3 separate regions of the Mus musculus genome follow, and regions 2 and 3 are each linked to region 1. A link is a contact called in public HiChIP or PLAC-seq data. All regions are on one chromosome and are shown on one strand. The core of a region is the stretch at or near the end of the contact, and the rest is flanking DNA. Distances in the headings are between cores, read along the strand shown. Region 1 holds the start of Txnip (thioredoxin interacting protein). Region 2 holds the start of Platr30 (pluripotency associated transcript 30). Region 3 overlaps Rnf115 (ring finger protein 115).

What was found. HiChIP or PLAC-seq counts read pairs in DNA pulled down with a chosen protein or histone mark.
Region 2: an H3K4me3 HiChIP or PLAC-seq map of embryonic stem cells shows a contact between it and region 1, with 6 times the contacts expected there. The contact joins the promoter of Platr30 here to the promoter of Txnip in region 1. A contact is called at or near these places in 3 of 39 promoter capture datasets (the C10 cell line, embryonic stem cells and hippocampal neurons), 1 of 15 datasets of contacts at CTCF or cohesin (large pre-B cells) and 5 of 115 datasets of contacts at active chromatin or transcription factors (bone marrow-derived macrophages, embryonic stem cells and memory CD8 T cells).
Region 3: a contact with region 1 is called in an H3K4me3 HiChIP or PLAC-seq map of bone marrow-derived macrophages, with 2.7 times the contacts expected there. The contact joins the enhancer-like site here to the promoter of Txnip in region 1. A contact is called at or near these places in 2 of 39 promoter capture datasets (HPC-7-derived erythroid cells and macrophages), 1 of 484 Hi-C or Micro-C datasets (embryonic stem cells), 2 of 115 datasets of contacts at active chromatin or transcription factors (bone marrow-derived macrophages and microglia) and 2 of 9 other capture datasets (adipose tissue and pancreatic islet).

The regions. Positions count from the first base shown.
Region 1 is chr3:96,556,289-96,559,879 of GRCm38.p6, reverse strand. It overlaps Txnip (thioredoxin interacting protein), which reads right to left and starts at 1,923. Exons shown (of 8, transcript NM_001009935.2): 1 at 1,395-1,923; 2 at 916-991; 3 at 663-810; 4 at 445-547; 5 at 35-291. The coding sequence starts at 1,644. It overlaps Gm15441 (predicted gene 15441), which reads left to right. Exons shown (of 4, transcript NR_040409.1): 2 at 38-202; 3 at 1,483-2,594.
Region 2 is chr3:96,343,275-96,346,865 of GRCm38.p6, reverse strand. It overlaps Platr30 (pluripotency associated transcript 30), which reads right to left and starts at 1,579. Exons shown (of 6, transcript NR_152105.1): 1 at 1,344-1,579; 2 at 489-742. It overlaps n-TEttc3 (a tRNA gene), which reads right to left and starts at 191; the gene lies at 120-191.
Region 3 is chr3:96,763,258-96,766,848 of GRCm38.p6, reverse strand. All of the region lies in intron 3 of Rnf115 (ring finger protein 115), which reads right to left. Among named protein-coding and RNA genes, the nearest start is that of Rnf115, 37 kb to the right of the region's middle. Within about 2 kb of position 1,903, at least 53 of the 459 cell types and tissues checked have an H3K27ac peak or open chromatin away from gene starts, as enhancers often do. A contact at or near this core is called in bone marrow-derived macrophages, where this site is marked.

The DNA of each region.
Region 1 (3,591 bases), core at 674-3,173:
AACCAGGTAATTGTCTCTCTTCTCACCCACTCACCAGCAAGGAGTATTCGACTTTGAGGATGTTGCAGCCCAGGATGGATGGTCTGATCTTCTGCACTCTGAGGCTCTTGCCACGCCACGATGCGCAAGTCCCTGAGATAATGTGATTGCCTCTGACTGAGGACAGCTTCTGAGTGAACACTTTGGTCTGGCCATTGGCAAGGTAAGTGTGTCGGGCCACAATAGCCGCTTTGGGGACCACGATTCGGGAACACGTGTTCTCAAAGTCAGCATGGATGGAGATGTCATCACCTAGAGTTAAAATAAAATGAGGAAGTATGAATAGCCATGCAAGTTAACAGCACTTCCTCTGCCTCTACCCTACGACCCTCTCCGTACCACCCCCAACCCCCCCACCCCCAGTTCTGGCTATCCTGTCTAGCATTTGAAGCAGTATGTTTTTACCTTCACAGAATCCTTTTCTGTCAATTCGAGCAGAGACTGACACACGTCCATCAGGAATGAACATGCAGGAAACTTTCTTCTCCTTTTTGGCAGACACTGGTGCCTGTGTAAAAGGAAATAATGTTTTGAGATATTTCAACCCCCATGCATCTAATTTATTATCCCTGACCAAGAAGAATTTTAAAACCTTTTTAAAAACAAAAACAAAAAATCCTCACCATTAGGTCAGGGGTATTGACATCCACTAGATCCATCACTTCGAAGTTTTTCTTTGCCTCTTGAGTTGGCTGGCTGGGGCGATCGAGAAAAGCCTTCACCCAGTAGTCTACGCAACCATATTTTCCTTTAAAGGATGTTCCCAGGGGCCTGTGTCAAAACAATGAACCAAAATTAAGGCTAAGAACTGTAAGAGATCAATGGAGGGGGAAGACTTAGAAATAAGAGTGCAAGGTGCACACGGTGGATGCCTACCCTTGAGGAAGCTCGAAGCCGAACTTGTACTCATATTTGTTTCCAGGCCTCATGATCACCATCTCGTTCTCACCTGCTGGGAAACAAAGACAAGGGGCCATTAGGCTTCTTGTTACATTTTGAAAGCGTCAATGAGGAGTGCCTGGGCAGTAGACTACCTTACTTCACTTCCACTTTCATCTCTTACACTATGGAAGAAAAGATCCCAGAGCACTTTCTTGGACAGAAAGTTGCGAAATCCACAAATACATTAATCTTTAAGTAGTAGCTAAGACAACACTTTCAGGAAACAGTACCTCAGAAAGTGTTCAAATCACTCTAGGGGGGTGAAGGGTAGTGAAAAACTTGCTAATTACAAAGTAAAAAAATATAGGGACCAACAGTTCAAACCATTCAAACGAACAACTCGAAACATTTAGTGGTGCCCTCCCCGACCCACAGACCTCCCAAGTCACCATCAGTCCTGCTGGGAGCAGTACCTGTAGGCTGCTCTTCTAGGAGAAGTGTGTCTTCATAGCGCAAGTAGTCCAAAGTCTGTTTGCACTGCTGAGACCCTTGCATCCACAGGACCTTGGCCACGCCGCAAGCCAGGATCCTGACGGCTTTGACTCGGGTAACTTCACACACTTCCACTATTACCCGTCCGGCCACCTTCTCCCCGCTGCCGTACACCTTCTCGGGGTCGTTGAAGACCACCTCAAAAGACTTGATCTTCTTGAACATCACCATGATTGAGCCGAGTGGGTTCAAGAAAAACGAAAGCCGGAGAGGAAAAAAATCTTTAAGAACCCTTCAAAGCAAACGAAGAGCTCGCCTCCGTAAAGTCAGGGCTTGAAAACCCAAACGAAAATGTAAAGAAAGCTTCAAACAAACCCTAACAACTTTTCCAAAAGGTGCCTGGAAGTTTCAGCCTGCCGGCTGTGCCAAAAGCTTTCAGGAGAAAAATAACAGCTGTCTTCCGCAACTGGAGAAACTCTGGAAACCCCGAGACCAGAGGAGGAGAGTGTCAAGCGGCTGCCGGAAACGGCTTATATAGCCGCCTGGCTTGGCGCTCCACGCGAGTGCTGGCCTGGAGGCTCGTGCAGCCCTCGTGCACAGTTCTCCCATTGGCTACTTGGCCCTTGTTTACCAGGCCTCCAACCAATCAGCGAGGCCGCCGGGGCGCGTGGACACGGTGTGCTCCTAGCGGGGAAAATGGTTGTTGTTCGGGTGCGCAGCCTTGCCAGCAGGAGGGGCGGGGCCCGGGGCGACGGGTGCCCTCCCTCCCCCCGGGAGGCTGGGACCCCGGGACCCTGAACCTCATCCAGGGGACTCCTCTTGGGAGCTGGGTTATTTGGGTGTGTGCTTTGTTTTTTTTTTCCCCCTTCTTTTTTTAGGTGAAAGAAAAATGTGCTTAGGAGAGGATTTCATGACTCGCCTGAGCCAGCGCAATTCATTTCGAGGTGACCATTTATTCCTGGCTCACAAGTTCGCAAGTCTTGTGAAAAACAATCCCATCGCACCGAGGATACTCCAGGATGGAGCGGAGGGCGAGAGTGCAGTCGTGTTAGTGAGAAAGAGCCCACCCGATATGCTCCTATTGCACTTCTATTGAAGAATAAAAGGCTGCGGTCTCTCCAGACGAGAACTTGTCAGATATTTTAAAGTCTGGCTTTCAGTCCTTTCTGGTGAATGCTCTGGTGGGTTCCCCTCATTTCCCCCTCATTTCATGCCCCTATGTGCTGCTACTGTTCCTCGCCCATTACATTCTATTCTGTTCTCTGGAGCGGAAGCAGTAAGGGAGTGTCCACATCCTGTTGCTTATCCCCTCATCTCTTCAGTGTACCTGTGAAGTTGGGGAACATTTTGTATATGTTCCCTTGTTCCTCACTGCAGCTTTGTGAGGTGTTTACTTTCACACTGATGGCTCCCCCGTCCTTGTTTCTCCAGGAAACAAGAGGTGGACAAACCAAAAAAATAAAATAAAAGAAAGAAAGAAAAAGGAAGAAAAAGAACCTCACTCCTTACTTTGTTTTCGAGTTCCTGTCATTCTTTTCCCCCCTCTGTCCTCTCTCCAAATTCACTAAATGAAATGCATGTCCCTAAGCCTGTTTCAATTTCACCGGCGCTGGAGCTGTGTTAGTTTCACTTAGTTATCTGGCAAACCTTGCTGAGAGATGCCTCAGGAGCTGACTAGAGAAATAACTCTTAAGTGTGCAAAGAAACTCTTGTGTGAAGGATTACCTGCAACCCCCTCCCCCTTCGCCCCCTACTCTATTCCCCACCCACCCACCCACTCCCACCCCCACCCCCACCCCGCGCCGGAGCCTTGTCATTGAGTCCTAAACTCCTTCCATATTTGGGCAGAATTATTAGGAGACTATCTATCTCCTTCCTTGCGCAGGAAAATAAAGATGATATAGCCCTGAGATTAAGATGGAGAAGTAAAAAGCGATTGCATGCCTGTTCACCGCTGTTCATAAACAACACCCCCAGCCCCCACCCCCGCGCGCCCTAACTGGGTTGACACCCTAAGGCTAACAAGTTACAACTGAACCTTAAGCAAGCACAGAGATGAACATCACACGGTTCAAAAACATATACACAACACCAAGGCCTAGGAACACCTTGATCCTTAGGGTGTGTTTGTTCCAGAAAGTTAACTAACTAGGCGTCAGGTGTTTTCCAACGATAAAC
Region 2 (3,591 bases), core at 330-2,829, 210 kb after region 1:
GGGAATTGCTATTTATTTGGAAACTTTGAGTTGACAGTTTCAACTTTGAGTTGTCAACCTTGAAACTGACTTTTCCAGGACAGCTCACAAACCTTGAAGGATTCTTGTGGTCAAAAGCCTTCCCTGACCGGGAATCGAACCCGGGCCGCGGCGGTGAAAGCGCCGAATCCTAGCCACTAGACCACCAGGGACGGACAGAACATAAGGTGAACCTGGGTTGTAATCGCACTTAAGGTGAACTCGGGTCGGAATCGTAAAAGTGCCGAATCCTAGTCACAAGACTACCAGGGAATAACAGAATTTGAATGGCATGTCATGTAGTAGGGTATTTACCAATAAATGCCGGCAGGACCAGAAACTGAAGACTAGCAGGTATCAAGTGTGCTCACATCCACCCCCCAGCGTCCTACAGCCTCTGTTCCACCTCTCATGTTTCCCGGGGCCAGGTGGTGCACTGGGCTCTGAGGCCAGGCCATAAGGAAACTCACCTGGATTCCAGACCAGTCTAGCCTTGTGCAGAAACACTTTTTCGGGTTCGTGGTGGTTTAAGTGAGGACAGGTCTCAGTGTGTGTCGAGCATCCTTTTCCAGGTCCCTTACATGATAATTGGCTCAAGGGAGCAATTGGCATGCTGGTTCCGTTTCTTCCCCGACCATCTCGAGCATCCTAACGGTCTTTCGAGAGGAAGACTTAGCAGGAAGACTTAGTGGAGACTTGCCTGACTAGATGCTGTGCTCTGCAGCTGTGCTTAGGGAAGGAGGAAAGCAAATGGCTTTCAGGAAAAACAAACAAAAAAACGAAAACAAGCAAAAAAGAAAAACAAAACCTTTCTGGTTTTTAGACACTAAACACTGTCAACCTGTAGAGATTTCGGAAGACGAAAGTTGCAGATTCCCGGATCTAATGCTAAGGGAAGTTAGCTTGCCTCTGCGCCCCAATGCTCAACCCAGTCTCAGCAGGGGATGGAGGTCAATCCTGGTGTTCACAGGGCTGCCTGCGGTGGGTGGGGGACTCCTAGGCATTCCCTTTCCACCTCTGCCTCAAATACAGCCACCTAGGTTCTGTCATTTTTGCCTCCACTTCACCCTCTTTCCCCTATGTCTCCTTATTTTGAACATAGTCCTCAACCAACCTCCGAGTGCTGAGATCCCCTTCATTCAGTTCCTCATGCGGTGGTGACCCCCACCCATAAAATTATTATCATTGCTACTTCGTAACTGTAACTTTACTACTGTATAAATTGTGATGTAAATATATGTGTTTTAGGAAAGCAAACATGTCCCCTTTCAGGGATCTTACAAATGTTAGCAATGATGCTGATGAGGCCGGGAGAAAAAGCTTACACCATGCCTTGAAGATTCATCCATGACACTAAGTTGCACCCTGTGTAGTGGTGGCTTCTGACGGAGTCAAAGTGTCACTGTGGTTGCAGTCCTTCAGGCAGTGCCAACGTGCTTAATAGTGGAAGAGTGTGCCAGAGACTGACAATTACTCTGGACCAGGAGACCGCATCTCCAGGAAGAGCACAAAGCATTATCGGCAGGGAGTTCAGACCAGCAGCCTAGTGGGATGGGCATTTACACCAGCAAGCCCTTGGAGAATTTTCACCTGTGCTGACCCTTCTCTGACTTGACCTCTGATGCCCCACTCCCCTTTAGAATACCCAGGTACTCATTCATTTACAGGTCTCAGTGGCAGCATCTGTGCTTTGTACTTACTGAATAGTTTGTTTTCACAGTTTCAGCTAAGGTCTGGCTTTATCTTTGTCAAAGCAATTCAAGTAGTAGCTTTAGGCGAAAGAAAACTGACCCAAATCATGGCTACATAAATTTAAGTGTGTGTGTGGGGTGGTGGTGGTGGTGGAGTGGGTATATGTGGTGGTGGTGGTGTTGGTATGTGTGGTGTGTGTGGGGTGTGTACGGGCTAAAAGTGGGGTACAAGAGATCATCAACATTGGACATGGGGAAGATGAGAGTTTTTATAGCTCAGGAGTAGGGGGTTTCCAAGCGGGGTTCGGCTGGCAAATAGGCAGAGTGACAGAAACATAACAAAGTGCTGATAATACTCTCCAGAAACAAAGACATGGCTGTACGGTGGTCATACCAACTTTTTGAAACAAAGGTATAGTTTTTTTCCTGGGACAGGCAGTACAGAGCCATATGTAGTTAAGGTTACAGGTAGAGCATAGCCCAGTCCTTGAGAAACAGAGGTTTAATCACAAACAGGAGTTAACCTGGTGTGTTCTTACTAGGTGGCTTCCAAGCCTAAGATGGATAAACCAAGCATGCTGGTTTATCAGTAGCAGCTGTGATGGCAGGAACAGCTAAGACAGGGGCTACCTGGCCCTGGCCATTTCTCAGGTGTTGTCTCCTGCACCTTCTCTCCATTGGCTCTTCTTTAACAGTCTTCCATAACAGCCTTCAAGTGAGCACAGGCAAGGCACAACATACACTATGTGGCCATGATACACACATCTCCTCTACAGAAAAAACGTGTAGAGGTCACTAAATAACCAGGAAAACGATCGGCTTTAGAAATAAAATCTGGAATGGGTAAGCCACATAGTGCACAAACTAAGATATGCTCTTTTCAAAAATAATAGTCATGGTGTTTGGTACAAGGGTGGCCCACCACCCTTGTACCGCAGCACTCTGGAGGACCAGTTGAAAAGAGAGTGCTAGGGCAGCGTGAGATTCATAAAACCTTCTCTCAAACATAAATGGTAGCAGTACTAGCTGTGTGCTGCAGAGTGGCTATGTTGATGTTCTCTGTGGTGGTGACCTTGTTACTAGAGCAATCACTTGAACTTCAGGTTTCCTGCCACTCACCGGATACCCAGACCACCTTAATTTGCAGGTGAAAAGAGTAGGGGGCGCATGCCTTAGCTGTTTAAGGGTTGGCAAAGGCATCAGGATCTTTTTATCTCGAAGGGGAGTCGGGGTGGGGTGTGGTGGGAGAGCGCATTCCTTTCAGGAATTTGAGTCTCACGGTTTAGCATTGATATCCCATCAGCAGGGTTAGGGTGTCCAGACCCTAGAAGGGTGCCGGTTTGGGCGTGTTTGTCCATCTGCCACTGATAATGTTGTTTAGCTGTCCGCCGGGGAGAGAGAGGACAAAAAGCTGTTTAAAATGACAACAGGAGTCCCAGGGTAGGTGTGAACTTGGAACCTTTAGGTTAACATTCCTTGGCTGGGCTGTGTTCGCGAAGTGAGTGGGCGCTACGCACCCGCCAGCGTCTCCCGGATGCTGGAATTCCGCTGCCACACATGAGAACCCCACGCTGACCAGGCTACGGCCCGGGTGACCAACAGGACCCAGAGAAGGAGCCCATGTGCGCTTTAGGATCCGGGTTTAGCGGTAGTGGGTTAATCCGCTCTAATTGCCCGGTGGCGGCAGCGCGAGTTCCTCGCTAGACGCCACCAAATAAAGGACGCTGTGTGTGTGTGTGTGTGTGTGTGTGTGTGTGTGTGTGTGTGTGTGTGTGTGTGTGTGTGTTTTATTCGGGAATATTTTGCCCGGTGGCGGCAGCGCGAGTTCCTCGCTAGACGCCACCAAATAAAGGACGCTGTGTGTGTGTGTGTGTGTGTGTGT
Region 3 (3,591 bases), core at 654-3,153, 210 kb before region 1:
TTAGGATCAGATAATTCCTTAGGCCTTTTCTTTTCACAGATTGCAGGCTTAGCTACGTGAGAGTCTTGCTCTGTGGCTATCACTCCCCTTTTTTCCATTTCTCCTTATCTCTTTCAGCAGAAATCAAGGCCCCAACATTAAATTTCCTGGTTCTTTCTTGTTCCTCAAAGAGTACATTTTATACTTCTTTTTGCTCTGCTTTTTCATTTTCATTGTAAATCTGCATAAGAGTGATTGATCACTAATAGTCACACATATCAATATGAGGTCATCTTGAAATCTACCAATGAAATTAGAACAAAACTCTTCAATTTAGTTTCAGACAAATTATTCAGATAAAAGCAAATGTAGCAACATTCTTTGCCAAATTATCACAAAAATGATCTCTAGTTCTTGGTCTCTAGCTAATGTTCATCTATGAGACCTCTTGAGCAGGGCCTTCATAGCCCACATGGCCTCAGCAATACTTACTGTCTTCCTAACTCCTACTAGGATGGCCCACTGACGACCACTTATAGGCTTACAGCATTCAACAACTTTTCTAATTCAAAAACACAAAGTCTTTCACATTTCTCCAAACAACAGCATGGCCAGGCCTGTTACAGCAATATAACACTTTGTAGTACCAAGCTGTAGCTTTATATCATGATCAAGGCAACTTATAAAAGAAAGCATTTAATGTGGGGTTCATGGTTTCAAAGGATTAGAGTATTTACCCATCATGCCAGGGAGCATGGCAACAAGCAGGTAGTCATGGCACTAGAGCAGCAGCTGACAGCTTACATCTGATGCACAAGAACAAGACAGAGAGAGAGCTAACTGGGAACAGTGTGAGCTTTTTACACCCCAAAGCCAGTGACCAACCTCCTCCAAAAAGGCCACATCTCCTAATCTTTTCCAGACAGTTCTACCAACTGCAGACCAAGTTTTCAAATATGTGAACCTATGGGGTCATTCTCATTTACACATCACAAATCCCAGCTTATGGAGTAAGTGATGTGATTACTATGTCTTTATAATGGCTATAGATGACACTGAAAGGTAAATAGCGTCAGAGTAGCTGTTCTGTGATGGTTACGGTGACTGCTTACCTGATAGAATCTAGAATTATCTAGGACATGAGCCTTTGAGCATCCCTATGAGGCAGTATATACACTAGGTGAGTAGAGGTGGGTGGCACCATCTCATAGGCTGGGGTCCTAGACTGAAGGGAAAAGAGAAACTAAACTGAGCGACACCACCCACGTACATGTGTGTATCATAGCCAGTTGCCTCAAATGCCTGCTCCAGACTTCCCCACACAGTGGACTTTTCTCCCTTAGGTTGTTTTGTCAGGGTGTTTTATCACAACAGGAAAAGTAACTAAGAAAGAGCTAACTTTCAGCCAGGTTTTAGATACTTGAAACTAAAACCACATCTTCATCAAGTTTTTATTAGCAAATGTAAAGAAGCAAGGAGATCCCATTTGTCACAGAAATAACACTTCTACTTAGCAATGGTTAGGAGGAAGGTTGATAAAGTCAGTTAAAAAGCTAAAAGTAGCCAGGCAATGGTGGAGCACGCCTTTAATCCCAGCACTCGGGAGGCAGAGACAGGCGAATTTCTGAGTTCGAGGCCAGCCTGGTCTACAAGTGAGTTCCAGAACAGCCAGGGCTACACAGAGAAACTCTGTCTCGAAAAACCAAAATAAATAAATAAATAAAAACTTTAAAAAAAATTTTTTTAAAAAGCTAAAAGTATAATTTAAAAATCTTGTGCTTTAAAAGGTCTAGCTCCAGAAAATAACTTATTCAAAAAAAAAAAAAAATTAAAAAGCCAGGCATGGTGGTGCACACCTTTAATCCCAGCACTTTAAAAGCAGAAGGGGAAAGATCTCTGTGAGTTTCAGGCCAGCCTGGTCCACATACTTAGTTTTAGGCCAACCATAACTATAAAGCTAGACCCTGTCACACACACAAACACAAAGAGAGAGAGACAGAGAGAGAGAGGGAGAGGGAGAGAGAGAGAGAGAGAGAGAGAGAATTTTTTTAATGTATTTTACAATAAGAAAAGAACAATGGGACGGTGAAAGTGAAAGTAAAACTAAAGCCCTGGGCTCCTGGAACACAGGGCATGGCCACTCACACCCATACCCTCCCACCCCCAGCACTATACTTGGAAGCAGGAAGATCACTGAATTCAAGGCCAGCCATTTTACATGGCAAGTTCCAAAGCAGCCTGAGCTACAAGAGAGTCTTGACCAGCCCTGCCAAGATAAAAGGAACATAAAAATTAAACTGTTTGTAATATTAAGGTAATAAAAGAAAAGGACACTCCCAAAATCATCTTAAGATTGGCTACCATCATGGCAGACTTGTTTGTTTGTTTGTTTGTTTGTTTGTTTTTCCAAGTCAGGGTTTCACTGTGTAGCCCTGGCTGTCCTAGATCTCACTCTGTAGACTAGTCTGGCCTTATATTCAAAGATCTGCCTGCCTCTGCCTCCTGAGTGCTGAGATTAAAAACGTGTGCCACTACCACCCAGCTAATTTTACTTTTTTATCGAAGATTTATTTTTAATTCTATATGCGTGTGTATCTGGATGGGTATGTACACACAAGTGTATCTGCAAGAGGTCAGGAGTCAGATCCCTCTAAAGCTAGAGTTAAAAGTGGTTGTGAACCACCCAGGCAGAGGCAGAAGTAGGGAGATGTCTGTGAGTTCAAAGCTAACCTAGTCTATCTACATAGTTGCGCACCAACAAGAGCTACAAAGTAAGACCTGTTTTTTTAAAAAAGAGGAAGGAAGGAAGGAAGGAAGGAAGGAAGGAAGGAAGGAAGGAAGGAAGGAAGGAAGGAAAAGAAAGCCTACTTAATATTGTTATATCTTTCAGTACTTATGTCACAGTATATCAAGAAGGAATCTGAAAATAATACAGATACAAAATACTCTTTGGGGGTTTTTTCTTTGTTTGTCTTTTCTCTGAGATCCACTTGCTTCTGCCTCCCTAGTGCTGAGGTTAAGAGAGTGGACCACCACGACCCAGCAAACGGAGATACTCTTAATACTTTAGCACCTTTGTTTATACACCATGATTTTATATTATAAACTATAATGCATCTTATGTGACAGAACAAATTTTACTTAAATAAACTTCTCAGAGTACCCTGTCTTCTTGTGCATACCTGGAAGCTCTTTTACCTTTCTTTTAGAAAATCTGAGGTAGCAGCTATAATCAATTCACTCAAACTGTGTCTTTGACTCTGACTCCCTCTCTCCCCCTTCCTCTCTCCCCAATCCACCTCTCTGTGGTTCAGTATGCATGCATGTGTGCCTGCTTGTATGCATGCATGTGTGTGTTTGAGCGCATGCATAATCTTAGAGACGTACCCTGAGCTTTACATCTCTAGTTTCAAAGGCATTCTTGCATGTAGTACAACCAATTTAAGCTTATCCCCAACTAGCTTACACACAAATGAGACTCACACTATGGTCATTTTATTTGGCTTTAACAATTACTGTGGGTGTAACCCCTATCCTACTCTTCTCACGGCAGGCCTGGCTACCTCCCCAACGGTGTTCCCCAGTTACTTACTGTTTCTCCTGACCATGTGT